3 separate regions of the Mus musculus genome follow, and regions 1 and 2 are each linked to region 3. The links are chromatin contacts, called in public promoter capture Hi-C maps. All regions are on one chromosome and are shown on one strand. Each heading gives the region's core, a stretch centred on a gene start, on an enhancer-like site or on the middle of the called end of the contact. The rest is flanking DNA. Distances are from core to core; before and after follow the strand shown. Region 1 holds the start of Sertm1 (serine rich and transmembrane domain containing 1). Region 2 holds the start of Dclk1 (doublecortin-like kinase 1). Region 3 holds the start of Spg20 (spastic paraplegia 20, spartin (Troyer syndrome) homolog (human)).

What was found. Capture Hi-C pulls out chosen DNA fragments and counts their contacts.
Region 1: a promoter capture Hi-C map of pancreatic islet shows a contact between it and region 3. The contact joins the promoter of Sertm1 here to the promoter of Spg20 in region 3. A contact is called at or near these places in 2 of 39 promoter capture datasets (hippocampal neurons and stem cell-derived epiblast-like cells), 2 of 115 datasets of contacts at active chromatin or transcription factors (embryonic stem cells and forebrain) and 2 of 9 other capture datasets (liver and pancreatic islet).
Region 2: a contact with region 3 is called in a promoter capture Hi-C map of pancreatic islet. The contact joins the promoter of Dclk1 here to the promoter of Spg20 in region 3. A contact is called at or near these places in 2 of 9 other capture datasets (adipose tissue and pancreatic islet).

The regions. Positions count from the first base shown.
Region 1 is chr3:54,914,593-54,917,507 of GRCm38.p6, forward strand. It overlaps Sertm1 (serine rich and transmembrane domain containing 1), which reads right to left and starts at 1,295. Exons shown (of 3, transcript NM_177854.4): 1 at 1,145-1,295; 2 at 515-679. Gm31358 (a long non-coding RNA gene) reads left to right here and starts at 1,427. Exons shown (of 4, transcript XR_375676.2): 1 at 1,427-1,499.
Region 2 is chr3:55,240,924-55,243,623 of GRCm38.p6, forward strand. It overlaps Dclk1 (doublecortin-like kinase 1), which reads left to right and starts at 1,441. Exons shown (of 17, transcript NM_001195538.2): 1 at 1,441-1,828.
Region 3 is chr3:55,110,759-55,113,458 of GRCm38.p6, forward strand. It overlaps Spg20 (spastic paraplegia 20, spartin (Troyer syndrome) homolog (human)), which reads left to right and starts at 1,350. Exons shown (of 9, transcript NM_144895.2): 1 at 1,350-1,459.

The DNA of each region.
Region 1 (2,915 bases), core at 45-2,544, 200 kb before region 3:
CAGTTCAGGGCCTGCAGTTGTCCATTCACCAGCATTGGGAGCAGTTGTCCATTCACCTGCTCTGGTACCTGCATTGGGAGCCAAGTCCAACAGGATAGCTTTGACCTTCCTCTAAACAAAGCACTGTGAGACAAGACCCACTGAATTGAAGTGCTTCAACAGAACATTCTTGCCAGGAAGACAAATCGGCAGAGAAAACGGAGGACATTAAGAAACAGACCTAGTCCCTGGAGTCCCTGACACTAAACCTGGGGGAGCCCCCGGCACCAGACACCTGACCGCACAAGGCACACAGGCACAGTCCACAAACCTGATCTTCAAGACGTTTCTGCGAATGAATGTGGCTCTCTGTTCTCTCAGGAGGAGGGAGTGTTGCTTTTTCTTCGGTCTTAATGAGAACTCAAACATTTGCCCATAATGCGCGCACCTCCCGCTTGCCTGGGAGGTGCAGGACTGCAGGCAATCTCGCCTCTCACATCCCGGGAAAGAGAAGGGTTGAGAGTGAATTGCTTACCCGGTTTTGGGGGGAGCTAAGAAAGCTCCGCTGGGGAACCCAAGAGTTCAGCGGGAAGAACTTATCCGAATTCGCAGCCAGGCGAGGAGACTCAAGGGAATACAGGACAGAGAAACGCCAGCCGTCAATGTGCCTGTGGCGACTCCCCAGGAAAAGCAGATGACCCTAGAAATAAAGAAATGCTCTCATACACCTCAAACCCCACACAAAAGGCATCAGAAACGTATTACAAAGTGTAAACTGCCCGCAGAGGAATCATCCTTTGCAGCAGCGCGGACTGGAGGGCAGACTTTCCTGACTCCCCGAGCCCAGGAATCAGGCGGGTCATCCCAGGGCCAAGGACATTGCCTGCCCGGCCCCTGGTGAATCCAGCTGTAGTTGGCTGGCCCAGTCTCCCAGAGACCCTGAGAGCTGGGCTTCCGGGGCCAGCTAAGAAAAGAAAAGATTCGGGAGGCGTTCCACAGCAAGGAGCCAAATCTCAAGTAGTCCCAGGAGAGTCGGGATGAAGCATCCCGAAGCTAAGGAACCCCCTGCCACCCTAGGCGGGGCGTCCGGAGGCCCTCTCTAGGGACCAGCCCACTGCCATTGCTCTGTGACCGGTTCGTTTTAGTTCCCAACTCTTGTGCTCACTGATGTGCAGATCTGGACTCCGGCGCTGGGGTGGGGCAGCGGCCCTGTCTTGACGACGTGCGCCCCACGACGATCCTAGGGAATGCACCTCGCGGGGGCGCGGAGCGAGAGCAGAGCGCACGAGCGGCGAGCGCAATGGGAGTGGGCACCCGGTAGGCTGCGCTGGGCTCTGCGCTGTCCCTCCTCCCTCCGGGGCCATGCGACCAATGGCAGAGAGCTGGGCCCACTCCCCGCCGCCAGGCAGCCCAGGCGCTCTGGAGCTAGGACAGCACGGCGTTCTAACGAGGGAGGAGCTTACACCCTGGTTGGAGGACGAGGAGGCGTTTGCGCGGGGAGCCCCATCTGGGGAAGGCAGGTGTGGTGTGCTGAACTTTTGTGGCGATATGTGGTGGGCTTCAGTTTTTTTTTCCCCCCTAGGCTCAGGGGAAAGCATCCCTTTCCTGTCAAAGTTTCCCTTCTTATGTCTTTACGAGTCCTGCGCAGCCTCCACTCCAAAAGGGCGAGCTGCAAGGGACATCGCCTTCTATGATGAATTTCACCTCAGCCCCCTCCCCCATTCAGTCTTTCTCCTTCCCGCCCTCTCAGTCCTCTGAGAAACCATCTAATGAATGAATAGAACCATGGTTTCTACGACCGCCAGTCACACAGATAATCATTAAAGACTACACGGATAAATGTCACAATCCTATAAAGGAACGATGGAACGGGAGCCTTCCGTGCCTGGGCTTGTTTAGATGCTTTGGGGAGAAGAGAAGCTTGGTTTCTTTGGTGTCTTGGGTTCTTTTTTATTCAAAGACCCAGTTGGCTCCCTGGTCTATATGATCTGAAGCACTGAGCTCTGGGACATGTTGGTTACTTTTTGTTGATGGATTTTCACCCGGAGGACCGCCCCCCCCCCCCATTTTTTGGCTTAAAAGTGAACCAACAAAGCACTGGGCTGCCTAAATCTTCGTGACAGCTCGTTGTTCACCAGTGCCTAGCTCCTGGATTACACTGTTTCTGTCCACGTTTATTGGTTTTCCAGGTAGAGACAGGCATGGGGCCTAACTCTGAGACACCGTTGTGATAAAAGCTATGCTGTCTCTGTTCTGCTTGTCCTGGGCATGTGAGTCTTTTCTATGTGGATATGCGTGTGCCTCACTTAAGATGAGGGGGAGGGGGACGTGTGGTGGAACTGAACATGGAGCTCAGATGGTGGAGCACTCGAACAGCTAGAGACTTTGGAGTCCACTCCCAGCACCACATAAACTCAGCATGGTGGCACTTACTTGTACTCCCAACACTTTAAAGGTGGAGACAGAGTTCAAGGCCATCTTTAGCTATGGAGCCAGGACCAAGGTAGCCTTGTCTGAGACTCCATCTCATTTAAAATAAAATAAAAATGTAGGGGGAGCTGAATGAGCTGTATTGTCAAGAGAGCAAGTTCAAAGACGCTTCTCTCCAAACATTTGTACTCCAGAGCTCACCTACTTTTTGTTTGCTTGATTTTGAGATAAGGGCTCACTCTATGACCTAGGCTGGTCTTTGACCCACTGTGTAGCCCAAGCCCATCTCACAATGATGGTCTTTCTGATTTAGCATCCCAAGTGCCTGGTTGGTAAACCTCAACCATTTGCTCATTGCCACTTCTATGAATTCAGTTACATCATCTACTGACCGCTATGCTTGTTGCTTTCTTTGTCATTGTGACACAGACCAGAGTAACCCAAAGAAAGGAGCCTCTATTGAGAAAGTGCCTCCATCAGATCTGCCTATGTGCAAGTCTATGGGG
Region 2 (2,700 bases), core at 191-2,690, 130 kb after region 3:
TCAGTGGGTAGGAGCTCTTGTTACATTTGCAGAGGACCTGGGTTCAGTTCCCAGCACCCACACAGTGGCTTACAAACACCTGCAACTCCAGCTCTAGGGGATACCACATCCTCTCCTGGTCTCCAGGAGCACTGCACACATGTGCTATGCATACATACATGTAGGCAAACATTCATACACATAAAATTGAGATAAATAAGTCATTTATAAAATGAAATGACCTTGACAGCATGTCCACTGGGGGGAGGTTCGAGGTAGGATCTCTATTAGTCACACACTTGGAAGAAATCACTGGGGACTTCTCACTGGCAAGATAAGTGGAGGTCTTGATTTCTGGTCTCAATGAAACAGACTTGTTTGGTGTCCATCTCTTGGCTTAGCTCTGAGCCTTACTTTTGCACTAGAATTTGAAGAAGCAGAGCGTGGGACTTTGCATCTAGTTAATTTGGTGAGTGCATTCTACACTCATCTCTGGCCTCTTGAGTAGCTCAGAAGTAGATATCTCATCATTTATTGAATATGTAATACATATCCCAGTTGGCTGCATTTTCTAACAAAGGGTAATCAGCATGAACAGAATACTTCAGGAGAATTTCAGAATAACTTTTAGTAACAATAAATAGTAAAATACATAACTGGACCCAGTGGGCAGAAAAAATTAATTTTGTGTTTTTTATTGAGCAGCCCAGAGTCAGTAAGACAAACAAATACATATATTGGCATGTGTCTATGTATTGTCTAATGACTTTTAAATATATATATTTAGGCTGCATACTGAGCCATGCAAATGTTTCAGAGATACCTGGGATGGGGTCCCAGTCCCCAGAATTGTATCCAGTGGAAGCTGTGAACATCTGGGTTCTGAGAACATTCTTGTTCGGGGAGGGAAGGCTTGTGTAAGCTTATGGGACTTTCCACCCTGACAGACTGCCAGTCTTGCAGCCAAGAGGCCTCCAAGAGCAGTCTAAGTGTGGCCTTAAGTTATCAAAAGCTTATTGTGAAATAAAGCCCTAAGCAGGAGGCCACCATCTCAACAGTGACTCATGTCTTGGGGTCAATCGCGAATGACGAGTGGAACGTGGCCCTCCCCAAGTAGGGAGACTGAGGATTACTTTACATTGCTTAGTTTGAAGGGTCCAGATCTGGTCTCCCAGGACAGTTCAGAAAAAGCAGTTTTGAGGGGCAATCCTACTGGCTTCCCTATTCCTGGGAAGGGCGTGTCAAACCACAATGCCAAATGAAAAGATGTAGGGGTGTGTGGGTAGGTGGGTGAGTTCCTCTGGTCTCCTTTGATGAAGGCGACCTCAATACTGGACCACTTCTCTGCCCAGCACATGACCTGCTTCAGATTCATCTCTATCGATATTCTTTCTCAGTTCCCTGAGCCACCAACCAATCTGCCCCCATCCTCTGGCAAGTCCTTCTAGCGACTGGGGAGGCTTGGGAGCGGAGGGGTGTCCAGGCAATCCAGATTACCAAGACCATTGCAACCAGAAGCCTGGCTAGAGGAGGGAGGACCCTGGACTCAGCCACGGTGGGCGCGCCCTGCCAAGGAGGGCGGAGGGCGGAGCAGGAGAAGGAGGGAGAAGGGAGGGCATGTGAGCGAGTGAGACACAAGAAAAGCTTGCGCGCCACCGCCCTCCTCGGGAGAGAGGCTGGAGTGAGGCTGAGCGGAGAACCGCATTTCAATGAGGACCAGCTCCAGCGCATCAGTGCACTAGCGGTCGCAGCTTCCAGACGCTCGTGCTCCGCAGCCCCAGCCGCGCCCAGCCCGGCGAGGACAGCTCCAGCAGCCGGCCACAGACAACCCAGCCTCCACCCGCGACCGGTGCGTGCTTTGCCTGGGCTGGGGAAGGTGCGGGCAGGCCCCGTGGTGCCGTCTGACCGCAGCCCTGGAAGCCCTGGCCAGGATGGACCCCACTGGGCAGCAGCCGCCCCGCCCGCCGTTCCTCGAAAGACGGCTGCTCTGGGCTGGCTAGTTTGGTCCGGCCAGGAAGCGTTGTGTGCCCGCGGCCCCAGGGTTGCTGGCTCCTGCCTCTTTTGTCTGGTGCCACCGGCTTTAAATAGGGAGTCTGGCGGGTTGGGCCCTCCAAGGCTTTCCATCCCCTTGTTGTTGGAGATAGAGAGCCGCGGAGGAGCTGGGAGAGGCGCTTGTCATTGTCAGGATTGACTGTGGAGCTAGGACCAAGTGGGCAAGGAAGGAGTGGCTGGGCCTGGCCTCTTATTGTGTGCATGCTTTCCCGAGTGCCCAGGAGGGTGGCATGTGCCTGGTGATGGGGGCTGCAGTGTAGGCGTTGCAAGTACCTTTTTGCATGGTCTCAAGTTCCTCTGGGGACAGCCAGGAAGCCTTGTGTACGAATTAGTACCTGCAGTGCTAAAAGCATGCAGAGAGGAAAAGACATTTTCCTCCTAGGGGGAGCGCACACACAGCGCCGCATTGCCCCACAAAAGAGGCTGCTTTTGAAAATCAGGTTTCTGAGGCATCGCCACTGGATTTGGCAAGGAAATCCTTGTGGGTGAGAGAAGTAACAAGAAGATTTCATTCAAACAGGGCTCCCTCTCTGACTGCACCTGTGAATGTGTGCCCAGGTTACTGTGCACGCGCGCTCAGCTGCCACACTGCAGGGTGTTCCGAAGGGGGCGGGGGGGGGGTGGGGAACGACCGTGTCATGACTGTTCCTAAATATATCGCCTTTCAAT
Region 3 (2,700 bases), core at 100-2,599:
GTCTAACACACACACACACACACACACACACACACACTAGATATGACATTGTAAAATGATTTTGAGCATATGATTTGAAAGCAGTTAAAGAATAAAGGCAGGATGCCATTATAAAATCCTACCTGATTCACTTAAACAAAATAAATAGGAGTGTGTCCTAGTTATATTTGTTGCTATGATTCAGAGGAATAAGAAGAGGTTTAACTCAGGTCACTGGTCCAGGTTATAATCCAGTATTATGAGAAAGTCAAGCAGGAAATCAAACATCTAGATATATCACACCTACAGTCAAGAGCAGGGAGAAAGGAATTAACTCAGGCTTGCCTGCCTGATTGCTTGTGCCTAGTGCATTTTCTCCATTCTTTCAAGGCCTCCTATCTTGGAAATGGTGCTGCCCACAGTGAGCTGGGTCATGCCACATCAATTAACTTAAGACACCCCCCACACATCCAACCTAACGCAGACCATCTCTCATCGGGACTCTACCCAGGTGATTACAGGTGGTGTCAAGAGAGGGAAAGGAATTTTACAACGACTGAATTATTTGAATCAAGATAAATGGATAATTTTATGAACAATTCTAACTAGGGGTAGACTTTGCTGGGCTGGTTTTGGTTACTTAACACTCCCACCAGTAAGGCAGGAGGACCGGAAAAAAAACCATCTTGCCAAACCCTTTTCTGCTTATCTTTTGATTACAGCCATTCTAATGAGACAGAAGTTACATCTCATTTTGATTTGAGTTAGCCTGAAGACTCGTGATAGTCACTATCTTTTGTTTGTTTGTTTGTTTGTTTTCGAGACAGGGTTTCTCAGTATAGCCCTGGCTGTCCCGGAACTCTCTTTGTAGACCAGGCTGGCCTCGAACTCAGAAATCTGCCTGCCTCTGCCTCCAGAGTGCTGGGATTAAAGGCGTGTGCCACCACGCCCGGCGGATTCACTATCTTTTGATATTCTTTCTGGTGGTCTGTATATCTTGTCTAAAGAAGGATCTACTCAAATCTTTTATTCACTTTTAATTGTTGCACTTATAAATTATTATGGTGTGTTCTTTATGGATTACAGAGCAAATAAAAAATAATGACCTCTTCTTCACTGCTGAGCCGTCTCTCCAGCCCCCAGCCTTGTGAGGTTTTTGTTTGTTAGTTTGTTTTGTTTTTATGTCACAGATTTAACACTTTGCACAGGTCAGGCAAGGTCCCAGGTTCCAGGCAACCATTTGTTCTCCCAATCCTCAGTGCCCGACCCAGGTCTCCCCCTGGCGGCCGGAAGCTGTCATTGCCGTGGCACTGCGGGTCCCTTCGGCGGCCCCAGGGCAGCCGGTACGGAGTGCGCAGGCGCGGTCCGACGTGGCCTGGGCCTGGCTGAGGCCGGAGGGTGTGTGGGGCCTGCAGTTGCGCGCTCTCCGTGGGCTCTCGGGCTCGGAGCGGACCGCTGGCTACCCGTGCGCCTTTGGAAGGTCAGAGTGGGCAGAAGCTCAGCTCCGCGCCGGTGTGGTGACGCGTGGGCGGGGCCGGACCTAGAGGGCGTCACGCGGGGCTTTGTGAGCCGGGTCCACCCCGGGACGCCCAGCGGGGGTGGGGGCTGCGGCCCGGGTCCAGGCGGCATCTTGCTGAGAGCCCTTCTGCCAAGGAAGTTTCCAGAAGTCCTGCTGAGGCTATTCCAGCTAGTACTGAAGGAGCCTTCGCCCATCTTTCGTCTCCTACAGCTCTGGCCCGGGGAGCGGCGCTCAGGTCCTAGATCCTCCTGCCCCAGGAACCCGCGCATCCCTGGTGCTGGCCCTCCCATCCTTGGTCCCTTCTTATCCCCGGCGCTGGTCCTTCAATCCTGCGCCCCCGCGCATCCTTGGTGTGCGTTTACCTATCCCTGATCCTCGCTTGTCCCTTGGTTCGGATCCTCCCATCCCTGATCTCTGGTGATCCCTAGTGTGCGTCCGCCACTGTTCCCTCTCCAAACCCCACTGGCTTTCTTGCTCCTCTACAGCTTGTCCAACGTTGGCAGCTGAAAGCGCCAGGAGCCACAACACTGGCAGTGAATGGAGCGGGCATTGGTAATTGGGATACAAGTTTACTGGCTTCCAGCATCTCAAAGGACCCCCGAGGCCTAACTTTAGGTCTAGAAAAGTTTTCTCTGGGAGTGTGTGTGGTTTTGTGAGGCTACTTTATTGCTCTAGTGTACGGCTGGTTCCGTTATTCCCCATGGTTGTGGGATTGCTTAAGGATCCTCGAGATTTGCTTTGTTGTATTATAAACGGAACGGTTTTTGATCGATGAAATGACCCTCGGATACCTAAGAATTTAGCAACTGTTTTAAAATTTTCAGAAGCAATTAAGTGAATAATGAGTGCTCCTAGTTCTGAGGGAACTGGTCTTGGTTGGTGTGCCTTCCTGATGGTCTTAATTGTGTTTGTGGAGGACTTGTTTGAAACAGGAAACCTCTGTATTTTGAGGAATGTGGTTTGTTGCCCACGTGGTGCGCGGTACAATCTGAAACATACAGTTCCCAAGCAAGAAAGAATTGTTGGAATGGTTCTAGAGTTGAACCCTCCCTGACAATCAGTCCCCCATGTTCCCGACCCAGATAGGAGGAGTGAGGGATGTAGCTTAGTACAGTATGCTCAGTATAGTTGATCATGAAATATTGTACACGTCAGAGAGAGACGAAAATCTGCTACTTTCATTTTAAAAATGTTATATCTGG